Linked DNA regions of Danio rerio: region 2 is linked to region 1. The links are chromatin contacts, called in public Hi-C maps. All regions are on one chromosome and are shown on one strand. The core of a region is the stretch at or near the end of the contact, and the rest is flanking DNA. Distances in the headings are between cores, read along the strand shown.

Region 1 (6,812 bases), core at 1,308-3,807:
AATAAACACTTAATGTATCTCATTGCTGGGATATTAGAGAGGAAGGCAGTCAATCTTATCTTATCATCATAGTATTTTGTGTGTGTTTGCTCATGATAGTGACACTCAACCTTTTACCGCAAACACAATATAGTTGTTTCTGAGGCGCACACACCAGCGCCATGGTCCAAACCACTACCAATCAATACCCCATTACCACATCAGTGCCAGACACTATTTAGGCTCAATTCAGAGCAAGACTTACTGCTGACCAATCTGCCCTTTAAAAACCACCTCTATCTCTCACACACACACACACACACACACACACACACACACACACACACACACACACACACACACACACACACACACACACACACACACACACACACACACACACACACACACACACACACACACACACACACACACACACACACACACGGCCAAAAACCACACACTCACATAACCAACCATATACTCTGTAGCTCTCACCTTCTCCCCCTCAGCAAGCTGTCATGTCCCACAGAAGGTGTCTCATCAAAGTGCGTCAGCAGTTAACACACTTTACCAGACTGCTAATGAGAAGGCTGCTTATCCTGCCAAAATCCTGCAGTTTATTAGAGTGGGCTGTATTGATAGGATCGTATCATTTCAAATACGTCAAAAGTAAGTGTATCAGGGTTTCTGAAGGTTTTTGCCAAGTTAAATTTAAGAAATTTTTAAGACTATTATGAATAATAATAATAATAAAAATTTTAAATATTTTAAATATTTCTTAGCAAAATATTTTAAATATTGTGTTAAGCAAGCAAGGTTTACTTGTATCCATACACTTTTTTCCAACATAAACTTTCTTTAAAACAAAACATAAAATGTACAAATGTTTTAAAAGATATAAAAACAATAATAAACTAAATATATGCGCAACAATCTGTCCGGGGGTGTGTTTCCGAAAACCATTGTTAGTTAAACAAGGTCACAAGTTCCATCGTTAAAAACATTGTTGATTTAGCGTTTTCCAAATCCATTGTGAACATCCGCAAACTGCATCACAAACTTGTATGTTTCCAACTAAACCTCTAGAACTGTGGTTAGAAGCATAGTTGGTTGTGTTCTATTCCCAGTTATCCCCCCTATGGCCTATTCATTCAGAACATTCCAACATTTAAACTCAGAATGATTTTTTAAAAATCATCTCCCTTAGGTGTAATTTGCTTTCAAAATACTTTTACAGTTTCAGGTTTAGTGATCTTTATGTTAACAATTGCATTGCATTCGTAGTGCACTTTGAAAACCATTTTTGAATTTTAATGCGGAATTTACATTTCCAAAGTTTGTGAAAACAAAAATATGTAGCACACGTTAATGCTTTTAATATATAGTAGGCTATTTATTAAGTATCTGTTCTGTATATGACATAGGCCTGTTGGTTAGAACATTTCTGCAGTGGTTTGAAAGTATCAAGTTGTAAAAGTAGACCTTAAAAAAAAAAAATTATATATATAAAATTATATATATTATTATATATAAATATAAATATAAATTATATATATATTATTATATATAAAATTATATATATATATATATATATAATTATATATATATATATATATATATATATATATATATATATATATATATATATATATATATATATATATATATATATATATCCTACTTAATAATAGTAATAATAATATATTTTAAATTAGTTAAAATTACTTTTTTAATTACTTAATTAATTAATTACTTTTTTTTGAGACTTTTTAAAACCCAGCGGAAACCCTGTGTATATAAGTGGTGTATTTTATTTACATTAAAAGATCATAAAGCAGTATTGTCACCTTATTTCTGGCATATTTGTTTGCATAGCAATAGACTACAATGCTAAACAACAGATGCTACTAAAGGAGCATGTATGTAGAAAACAAAAAGGGTCCCAAAACAGAGCCTTGTGGTAAGCTGTATTTATAGAGTTACAATCAGCTGTTTATGTTTTACAGCAATGTACCAAACATTAGATGTGCTATATACACACAAAAAAGCTGTGATTTTATTATTGGTTTAATAACCCATAAGATTAGTGGACCCTAAAGGGGAAAAACAAGTTTAGTTTTACAACAGCATATGGCTACTTTTAGAAGTATTTTACGATAGTATTTAAATATAATACTATAACACTTGTGATATTTTAATGTTAAACTGCCTGGAGAATGTTCAAGAGTCTAATCTGTCTTGAACGGGACCACTGTGCCCCCAGGCAGCAAGTTTGTATGTCTTTATATTATTGTAATCCTCTGACCCTGCTGTATGTAAAAGAAACAGTGAAGCTTCACAGCCTGTGCATTTGTGCCGCATAGTGCTGGAATCACCAAAAAAGCTTTAGCTGAAAGCAAGAAGCTGCTTTTATCCATACACACAACCTCTCCTCTGTGCCAAACAAGCGGAAGAGGCTCAACAAAACCTGCACCCGCATGCCACAAGGCAAGAATGAAGACACTCGAGTCTCTACTTATAAGAGAACTAATTTAGAAAGTAAAATAGACCAGCATGCAGTGGCAGTCGATCCTTTCAGACTGAGATCAGATCTCTTCCAGGTCAGTAGAGGATACTGAGAGAGCCAATCTTTTCTCCCTCTTTGACCCGTGCGGCAGAGGAGTCTCTTTTGTACTTTGCCTGAAAGGAGGTTAGTCACAGAGGCAGGAGCAAGTTGGATTAAGTCGCATTAAAGAAATAACTCACCTAAAAATGCAAATGCAACACAAAGGTGAACTTCTGAAGACAATCCCTGCCACTATTTTTAGTAAAATAAAAGTTAATGATGACTTCAGCTGCCAATCTCTAAAATGATAAGGAAAATCTAAATGGTATGAAAGTAAAACCATAGTAAATTTTAGGGTGACATTTTTTAAAATAAACAAATAATAATAATAATACTCATTAAAGTCCTGTTATAAATTGAAAACAACTATTACAAATCAGATTCTAAATCACAGGTCCTATATAAGCAACCCAGGCTCATTATGATTATGTACCCCTCTATACATTTCTGGAGAGAGCAAAATATGTCCCAGGAGCTACATTTTTGCACAAACTCTAGAAAAGACGCAATATGCGAATAGCTCCTAAAAGGCCACCGACATTTGCAATCTCCAGCAGTTGATCATCTTGCACAGACATACTGGATTCACCTGATTTGTTGACAAATGGGTTGTGGATTCATCCCTGGAAAGTTCGTAGGTCCTTCACTTGGCCCTTTTCTCTCAGCAAAAAAACTTTCCAAAGACGTGTGTTTCTTGCTTATTTTGCGGCTTGTGTTTTAAATTTGGTTGTTCAAGTGACCCCAGATGTAGGCGACAGAATATGGTTATTTTTTAAAATAAATGACTTTTCAAAATAAAAGATCGTTCAGACTTAGATAATAAATAAAATAGAAATAATTAATGAATTCTTGTGTGGCCCAGTACCAACTGATCCATGAACCGGTACCAGTCTGCGGCCCGGTGGTTGAGGACCACTGTTTTAAAAAGCAATGCAGAAAAAGAAAAGCCTATTGATTTTTACCACATTTTCAGATTTTACCACATTCTCACACTGTTTTTTACGTCTTTATATCATTTTTTAGCTTTTGTTTTTGTTTTACTTGCTTTCTCGAACCATTGTTCACCGGACTCAAACCCCATTATCGCGGTCAACTCTGCTCTGCGTCCTAAGTCCGCCGACGTGCTTACGGAGTTACCCGACAAACTGGGAAAAGCGGGATAGCTGTCCATATGGAGGTAAACAGCCAGCTGGTAAGCACGAAAAGGAACAGCTTCATATCGCCTCGTAGCATTCGTTTAAAAGATGAACAGCAGCCATAAGTATTTCTGGCTACATAATTTCCGATCTCCAGAAACGCATATAGGGCTACGTTTTCAGAATGAGCCTATGTTGTGTAAAAGCAGCACAAAGAAGAAAACAAAAAAGGTGCCAAAACAGAACCTTGTGGTATCCCTAGATGAAATAACGAATCACAGCCTATTATTTTACTTTAGACAGCATTGCTTGAAATCATTTGACATGTTTAAATGTTCTATAGAAATAAACAAGTTCTTTTTTGGTTTAATAACTGTGAAAGGTTCACAGGGTTAATTCTCTAGCAACCCCCTTCACTTTCCTTGCTTATTCTATCTGGCTCTATTTCTTCAAAACTTCTTGTCAATCGTCTGACTGAAGTCGTTAGGTGAATCAGCAAGTAATCTGTGGTTTGCCTGCAGCTGTGAGGCCCGTCTAAACAGGCTTGTGGTCGGAAGATCTTCGAAGATTAAAGTGATCCAAAATGTGTAAGATCAAGGCCTTTGTTGTGACAGGTAAATTTAAACGCTAAAACGGCTTCTGATTTTGTCTGATAAATTTAGCTGGGAGATGCTTGATCTAGATGTTAACAGTCTATTCACAACTGTGTGCACCCACAAATCACCTTTCTAGACACACTTGCTTCCTGTATCCACACATGCACCGGCGCATTGTTTGTCTTTTGACTTAGCAGGAATCGCTTCCTCGTGGTAAATAACTTCTAAAACAGTGCACATGTGAATCTGTCTTCCTGCATTGGGGTTAAAAATGTCATTTTTCTGGTTCAACAGGATTTAAGGAAGAGATGACATGTACGAACGTCAGAAAGATACATTAACACACCCTTACCGTAGGCCTGTTCTTGCAACAAATTACAGTTAAATTCATTCTATAACATCCCATTATTCTCCTGCTTTTAATAGAAGTTAAAGGTGAAAGTTCAGACATCGTGACCTAAGAGGAAAAATGGTAACACCATAAATGTTTGGCAAGGTTTTGCCATTTCTCTGTGACTTTTTTAGAAATTTCAACCCCACACAGATAGTAAAAGCTCCCCTGACACAAAGAGAGAACAAAATTTGTGGAACAAAGCCACAAATGTATGTTTCCAATTCATTGTTGTATTTCACTACCCCCTCATCATCTCCTCCTGGAGGTCTACGCTTACACAACCACAGTCAAGTGCTAATATTGAAAGAGAAGGACACGCTGAATGAACGGCGGACACGCTGCGTTAAGGGACACCCATTAGCAGGAGACAATAGGGAATATCTGTCAGGTTTCGCACATGCACATCAAACATGAGGATTATAATACCTCATACAAGACATGCTGTTCCTGATGGGATTAAAGAGGACACAAATGTCACAGATAATCTATAATGGTTATATTATTTTCTTGTTTGAGCCATTCTGGTTTCTAGGTTATAACAATGTATAAGCTATCGGTGAGAACAATGAGTGCGTGTGTTTGATCACACAGTACGAAACTACTTTAGAGCATCTGTAACAAGTTTAAAGATAAATACATTAGAATGAATCTCTCTGAAAGACATAGAAGTGTTAAAGAACACAGCCATAATCTCTATACCTAATTAATTTACTGTATGTACAAGAATGCAGCTTTAGAGTTTGTTTATTTCTTTCTGGAAGTTTGAAGTTCTATCAAATTATTATAATTGATTGACTGAAACTTTGTGCTGTTTCTTTCAGGTTTATTTCAGGAATAAATTGCTTAAAAGAACAACGAAAACTGTGAAATTGAATCAATTTAATGCATTCAGGAAATACTATTGGAAATGGAATGATATACTTTTTCATCCAAACACTTTTAATGCTCACAAAACCTTGGCTTCCTCTCTTTATCTGCCCAATCTCTGTCATTAGCTTTGTTAATGTATAAAATACAACCACACGCATTCATGCCTGAACACACATGCCCCATTTCACTTGAATAACCAGCAACTACCGCAAGGTAGTTTTCCCAAAGAATCTCCAGTATTTTGTGTGTTAATAAAGCTGCTCATTGATCTACACCACCAAATCACTACGCTCGGAAATCAATCTGACTTTGTGATAACAGCTCGGTTTAAAGGAAGGAGTGTGTTTATTAAGTCTAAACCCTAGATTAAACAGTATATGACAGGAGCAAGAAGATAAAGTCCAGATATGAGCTCTTAAAGGAGACAGGTAGTCTCTGTCCAACGCGTCTTGGAGGGAAGTCAGTGTGGGAAGAGTGTGGTTTATTGTTTGCACTGTTTGCTCCTAGAGTGAAGTCTTTGTTTGGCCCGTCTGAGTTCCTCCACAGCGCACTCTTCGGTAATTCATTCATAAAGACACTAGACTGTGGAGAGACCTCAGGCGACTGAGGAATCTTGCACCCCGTGTGCCATCTCTGTCTGACTGTGAACAGCTGAGACCTACAATACTGACCCTCTGAACCCAGACAGACTGGTGAAAATGTTAAAAGTCCACTGCATCCTAGTCTGATGATCTCTGTATAGTCTGATAGCCTCTAGTTTAGGTGTCCACACGTAATCTCTTCTAATGTTTTTCTTTGACTTTGTTGTCTCTTTTGACTGGTATCTTTCCTTAGAATCTGAGTTCAGTTGCTTTTTTAGTCTTCTCATCACAATGAATCACATTCCACAGAACTGTAGACCACACACTCCTACACAGAAATACACACTGAACGATCCTGGAGCTGCTCTGTAAAACTTTTAAATGAGGCACATTATTCATGAGGTAGCACAGTGGAAGTTAACAAGGCAGTAAAGCATTTTTACATGCTTAAACTCAGAATTTAAGCACAGAGACACTCAGATTTCATTCAAAATACAAGACAATTTGTGGCACAAGAGCAAAAATAGAAAGCGTTTTACTCTGTCCGGTGAGAAAATTCACACGCACACACAAAGACGGCATGTGTGAGAGAGAATATATACTGACGGATCCTCCTCCTTGGCTTGCAAACAATTCTGTCTGGATAGG
Region 2 (6,812 bases), core at 1,510-4,009, 47 kb after region 1:
ATGGGAAAAATAAGACCGGTGCAAAAATATTTAAGACCTAGAACAGCAAATTAAAGATTTTTTTAAGGCCTAAAATTTCGATTTTTAAGTTTGAGACTTTAAGACCCTGCGGAAACCCTGTATTCGATGTTCTGTCTTCTGACACCACACATGCCTAAATTGAGATACAGGCCCATGCGACAAATGCAGATCAACTTTTAAACAAACAGGATTTAAGTAAATGGGACAACTTTGAGGGCAAGTAGAGTTTCTGCTTTCAGTGACAATCCGTACAGACAATAAATATTAGCATTTTACTATATATAGATACTGTAAATCATGCAAAACAGATGTATCAGAGCACACTGATAAACTCACCTCACACTATCGGTTGGCCCACCATGAGTTTTGTCATGAGGGTTGAAGTGCGGACCTGCACTGATGCAGCCTGTGATCAAGAGCAAAAAATAAATAAAAATAGCACAAGTGTGATTTGTGGCCCTTTAAACGCATTAAGTGCTTACACTATGAAAGTATGTAAGTGGAGAATTTAAAAACTTTTCAGAGCTGTTTACTCCTTCACTTTGGATTCAGAACCAGGTAAAAAATGGAGTCTAATGGTTTTAGGTCAAGGTTATTGGTCCTGATGGGATGAACTTGTACTTTAATGCAGTGTTTCTCAACCATGTTCCTGGAGCTGATGATCTGAATCAGGTGTGTTTGGTTAAGGAGACATGGAAAATATGCAGAACTGATGATCCTCCTGGAACGTGGTTGAAAAACACTGCTTTAATGAATGGAGTGGCATACCCTGACACCCCGTTTACACCTGAAATTATGATGCATTTTGCTCACAAGGAGGTTGTTTACACCTGGGATCTCATTTAATAGGGTGGTGAATGCACAAAATGGGGGGAGAAATGAAGCGATATAAATCATCATGTGGGCCATAATAATCGCTAAATGTTCAGTTTGACCACTCCTTACCGTTTGTGTTGTCACCAAAAGCATGGACGTGGAAACCATGTTTTCCTGGAGTAAGGCCAGTAATTTCACCAGTCACCTTGACTGGCTTCTTTTCACCCTAAAACATACAGATCCATTGTGTGGTTAACAACGGTTTCATATCACTTCAGAAAACATGGTTTCATATCATTTCACAAAACAAAAGCGCAGTTAACCAAGTTATGCTTGGCTGCAAAACACATCATACAGACAATTTGTTTCCAAATGTACACCTGGAATGCACTGCATGTTTATCTCAACACGGAATCAAAAGTGACAATATGCTTATTTTGCTTTCTTGCAATGTCACTTATTTTATGAGAGGTTTATCAATACAAGTCATAAATCACCCAAGCTCAACTAATAGAAAACCACAACATTCAAATCAATTCATGGAAAAAAAAAAATTTTTTACTCTTCAACCTTTGTCCTCGTTACAGACATTTTACTCAGATATACATTAAAATATGGAAGAAAAGATCATGAAACTTGTTTTAATAGATTTGAGTAATAAAAAAAATAAATTTAAAAAATCAAAACATGCCTCGATGACATATTGAATACTTGATTGAGGTAAAGTTGGTTTTACATCCGCACATTCATTCAGTGAAAACTTATGAAATACCCCCTATATTTTTATATTTTTTTACTTTCAATATTTGGTATGAACGCAAGTTTAACTTTAAAACAACATTAGCACAAATAGTTTGATAGTGAACAATGTTGTACTTTGAAAGTGATTATATGATTTACTATTTAGAATTTTAATTGATTTTCTTTGGTGAAATTATATTATTAAGGAGAAAGACTGAATATGCAAATATACAACTAACTTTACCTCAACAGATACTTGAAGCGCTGCTGGATAAAATACAGAAGAACTTCACAATTTAAACATTAAATTATTATAGGGAAGGCTAAAGACAAATTAAAACAATATAACGAGATTTGGGACTAACACAAACAGTAAATAGCGCTTAACAGCAAGTAAATGTGTATTCAGATGCCACACCAATACAGTAATAAGCTCTATCAGCATTTAAAGCGTGCTGTGATCTCTGTCCTATTTGGCAAAATTATGACTGCAAACAGAGATAGAGGAGCATGAGTCAGCAAACCTTTCCCCTTGTAGTAAATTCTTAAGACTTTCGATAAAGTAAATACCTCAAGAACCTACAGGCAACCTACGCTACAAAGTCTCAATATCAAACTCAAACGCATGGCGGTTCAAGGTTTGCATGTAAGTTAACGTCTGCTATTGAGGAAGCATATGCGTTAATTAGTTTGCGCGTGCATGGGGGGGCGTAGACCTGCCATCTTATCAAAGGTCATTTCTGAGCTGCTTTCAGCGGTTTATTATGGGATGCGACATTGCACAAAATATTAGTAATAGGATGTACAACTCAACATTGTGTTTTTAAACATGTTCGGTCATTTATATTTGCATTGCATTCGCACAGCAAATTCCGTGCAATTGCATGCTACTCTATCATCATGCATACGTAAAAATATGACAACAGACGTCTTCAATCTCGATCATGGAGTGCGTAGTAGTTTCATGCTAGCTCGACGCGCGCGCTGCTCTCCTGCTACATGAACGTCATTTCAAATATGGATCAAAACAGACATTTTTTACCTCTTGATTGAAATAGACGGTGCCGGTCACTTCACCGGTGCCTTTAAGCACACAAACGGCCTTGTTCACCATGCTGACTGTAGATTATGCAAACTGAGAAGTTGTGAGAGAGTGAAAGAAACCGACTGTGTTTGATAAGAGGAGGCACGTGAGCGGAATCGACCAATGAGGAGGCAGAAAAGAGCGGTGGATGCTGATTGGTTCAAAGTCTGGCGTGTCACGGTGTCATAAGGTATCGTTTTGAATGAACTTGTGGAACCAGTTACTTTAGTTATTTTATTAGTTATATAAACTGACACTGAAAGTAAACTCTTGTCACTTTTCTTGCCATTTTAATTACATTTACGACACGGCGGCTTAATGGTTAACACTGTCGCCTCACAGCATGAAGATTGCTGGTTCGAGTTACAGCTAGCTTAGTTGGCATTTCTATGTAGAGTTTGCATGTACTCCATGTGTTGGCGTGGCTTTCCTCCGGTTGCTTCGGTTTCCCCTACATGACAAAGACATGCACTATAGGTAAATTGTATTAACTAAATTGGCCATAGTGTATGTGTGAATGAGTGTGTTTGGTTGTTTCCCAGTACTGAAACAGCATCCGCTTAGTAATAAAATATGCTGAATAAGTTTCTGTCTCGTTCCATTGTGGCCACCCCTGATGAATAAAGGGACTACCCCGAAGAAAAATGAATGAATGAAGTTTCTGAATAACATCCTTTTCTTGCTCAATGCAAGTCACTTTGAAAAAAAAAAGTAAGAGTAAAAGTTAAACCAGTTAAACTTAGATTTTCAGACAATAAAAGAAGTTATAACAATATCTTTCTCATTATTTGTTACAGTATAAATATTTCTGATCATAAAGTGGTTTCAATAAGAATGTACATCACATGTATTATTTTGGCTACCTATGTGGTACATTCAAAGGTACAGGACACCCAAATATGAAGATTCTGTCATTTACTTACCTTCCACCTGTTGCAAACCTGTTTGAATTTCTTCTGTTTAACGATCTTCGAAGAATGTTAGAAACCGGTGGGCATTGAATTTTATGTAATTGGTCCCTACTATGGATATATAAGGCTACCAGTTTCCAGTATTCTTTAAAATATCTATACTCATGTGCTTTACATCAGACAAAAAGCTCACACATTGATTGAACCACTTGAAGTTGAGTGAATAGTTAGTACATATAGTTATTTGGCTCAAATTACACAGTCCTATAGTATTATTCTTTAAAAAAGGAATATATCAAAACCATGTTTGTCACTTTGACCTTGGCATTTGGTCACATGCATCCTCAAATTCTACAGTCATGCCCTATTCATATACATATACTGTAGACATCCTATTCAAACCATTACAAATGGTTTTGGTACAGTGTCACATGATAACTACCACAAATCATAATAAAACTGGTTAAATATAGTTAAAAGCTCAGAAAAAGCTCAGTTTTTTTATTCATGATTAGTTTTAAATGCACGACTAGAATAAATGTTAAAAACAAGTTGCATAAACCAGTTCATTCATTTGGTATGAAAATATTTTATTAAAACCACCTCCTGTCGCTGAAATATTTGGAGTTCCTATCTCCAAAAACTTAAAAATGATAAAAACATCTTGTGTCGTTTTTTTTTTTTTTTTTTTTGAATGTTGTAAACATTAAGTTAAAAACATTACAGCAAAAGGGTCTTAATGTCATATTTTAGTCAGCGTTTCCAAATATTAAACTCAACAGGGATATCATTGGAAAAAAAAAAAGCCAGTCAAAATCTACAAACATTATTGGAGTAATGTTAGCATATGTACAGCAAACAATTAATCGTTTCTTTTCCTTATCTTCAGTTTTAATACAACATTCAAGCTTCATTGAGGTGGGACAATAAATTCACAAGGCAACGCTCCACGTTTGCCAAAACACAAATTTGAAAAACTTGGTTTGTGATGACGAAGCAATCCTCATATGCATAAAGCGTCCCACAACAGTTGGACTTTGCTTTTTAGCCAGCAGTATTCAAGATTAGCACTGACACAGAAGAAGCTCATGTGGTCTTAATGAGTAAAGAAGCCTCTACGACTCCTCTTTTTGTGTTTGTTCTTCAGATTTGTTCTCTGCTATGGGTTCTGAAGCTTCCGAGTCTGCTGTAGCTGCAGCAGAAGGTGCTGGAACATCTGGCTTGGCTTCAGCAAGTTCTTTAGTAGGGTTTGCACTGGGCTCGTTGGTATTTGCTGAGAGTCTCTCATTGGGTTCCTCGCCGGCCAGACCCAATCGATCGAGTCTATCGTCGCGGTCCCAGCGTGTGCTCCTCTCTCTGCTCCCTGCGGGCCGCTTGGTCCGTTCTTCACCATCGCGGCCTCGTTCCCGCTCTCCAGTATCGCGTCCTCGTTCCCTCTCTCCACCTTCGCGTCCTCGTTCCCGCTCTCCACCATCGCGTCCTCGTTCCCGCTCTCCACCATCGCGTCCTCGTTCCCTCTCTCCACCATCACGTCCTCGTTCCCTCTCTCCACCATCGCGTCCTCTTTCCCTCTCTCCACCATCGCGTCCTCGTTCCCTCTCTCCACCATCACGTCCTCGTTCTCCATCTGGACTTCTCCTCCAGCGTTCCTCCCTGCGTTCTCTTTCCCACCCACCTGGTTTCTCTGGCTCCTCGTGCCATCCTCCAAACCGCTCACGTCCATCTGGTCTTTCCCCACCACGTCCCTCACCAAAAGGCCGTCGTCCTCCAAACCAGTCCTGCTCTCGGCCTCTTCCTAATCCGGGACGTTCTCCTCTAAAAGGTCGAGCCTCATGATCATTTGGCCCCTCAGGCCTTGGTAAGCTCGGCCTCATAAAGTGAGGTCCGGGAGGTGGGAACGGTCCCCGGATGCCATGAGGTGGAGGAGGCATGCTGAAACCACCCGGTGGAGGTTCGCGGTGCATCATCTGAGGTGGACCCCTGGGTGGCATCATCTGTGGTGGCATGGGTGGCATGCCTGCCCGAGGTGGGGGAATGGGGAATCGCTGCATGTGCGGAGGTGGCATCCCCGGGGGCCGCTGAAGAGGCATCATACCTGGCCTTGTGCCAAGAAGACCAGGAGGAGACTGCATGCCCATCCCTGGTGGAGCTCCAGGAGGCACCTGGTTTCCTGCAGCATTAATGAAGACAAATTACTTAAATGAAAATCATTCTTACAGTTTATTCAGAAAATATGAATTCTGCCTGTTCACATTAAGCTAAAGCCAAAGATGTTTCTATGTGGTGGACATTTTAAGAGAGACTTCTGAGAGAGATTTCAATGATGCAGATGTAATTGTAAAATTTAGACATAGACATTTTATTTAGACATAAGAGTTTCTGGTTTTACACGAATGCACATCTGAGAAAAGAATGAATAAATGGATTTCAGAAAACAAAACGAGTCGTTTTTTTTGATACAAGGTCATAATTGTTGATGATTCCTTTCAAATATTTTAAAGGGTCATGAAACCCCCCTCTTTCGGTTCAAGTCTACCTCAGAATTTCTTTTTCAAAAAATGCTTCATGATGAATGTGGAGCGCTGCGAGCACCGGGAAGAGTGGGCTTGACTGGTGGCAGGGGAGAAAGAAGGTAGCAAACAACTGTAGTCAGTTGGCTCACAAAATGAGACCAATCGTGAGGAGACCCATGATTTCATAGTTTACAAAGTTAAAATGCAAAGAAATAAACGGAAATTTAATGCCCTGCTAAATATGTTATTTGTTATTTCATAACGCATAACCACAATTTGTTCTATCATTATAAAGATAATCATATAAACACTATAAACCAATATATATATATATATATATATATATATATATATATATATATATATATATATATATATATATATATATATATATATATATATATATATATATATATATTTTCCAACCAATAGCCCTGTCGGCTAATCTAGAGAATTTTAAACATGTGCGAACACAGCAGCACAGATAGACAATGTGTCTGAATGGTAACAAACTCAACTGATAAAAGACAGTCCACATTCTCCAATAAGAAAGATGGACTTCGATAAGAAAACTCAGCTGTGAATAATAAAGCGAAACTGACGCATCATTACTCCACTAGCAGATTGGCACTACGTCATCGATTTTGATCCTGCCCCAAAAATTATTTTAAACCCCGAAGATGAAATTAGCTGACAAAAACTCAAAAGTATCCAGTTTTTCCCACA

Evidence for each region. Hi-C and Micro-C count contacts between places; a contact is called where the count stands out from the background.
Region 2: a Hi-C map of an unstated tissue shows a contact between it and region 1, with 2.5 times the contacts expected there. The contact joins the promoter of sod1 here to the enhancer-like site in region 1.

Annotation. Positions count from the first base shown.
Region 1 is chr10:30,587,419-30,594,230 of GRCz12tu, forward strand. All of the region lies in intron 3 of tiam1a (TIAM Rac1 associated GEF 1a), which reads right to left. Among named protein-coding and RNA genes, the nearest start is that of tiam1a, 34 kb to the right of the region's middle. Within about 2 kb of position 2,558, at least 4 of the 62 cell types and tissues checked have an H3K27ac peak or open chromatin away from gene starts, as enhancers often do.
Region 2 is chr10:30,634,714-30,641,525 of GRCz12tu, forward strand. sod1 (superoxide dismutase 1, soluble) reads right to left here and starts at 2,760. Exons shown (of 5, transcript NM_131294.1): 1 at 2,621-2,760; 2 at 967-1,063; 3 at 358-427. The coding sequence starts at 2,692. It overlaps scaf4a (SR-related CTD-associated factor 4a), which reads right to left. Exons shown (of 20, transcript XM_690795.9): 20 at 4,143-5,743. The coding sequence ends at 4,689.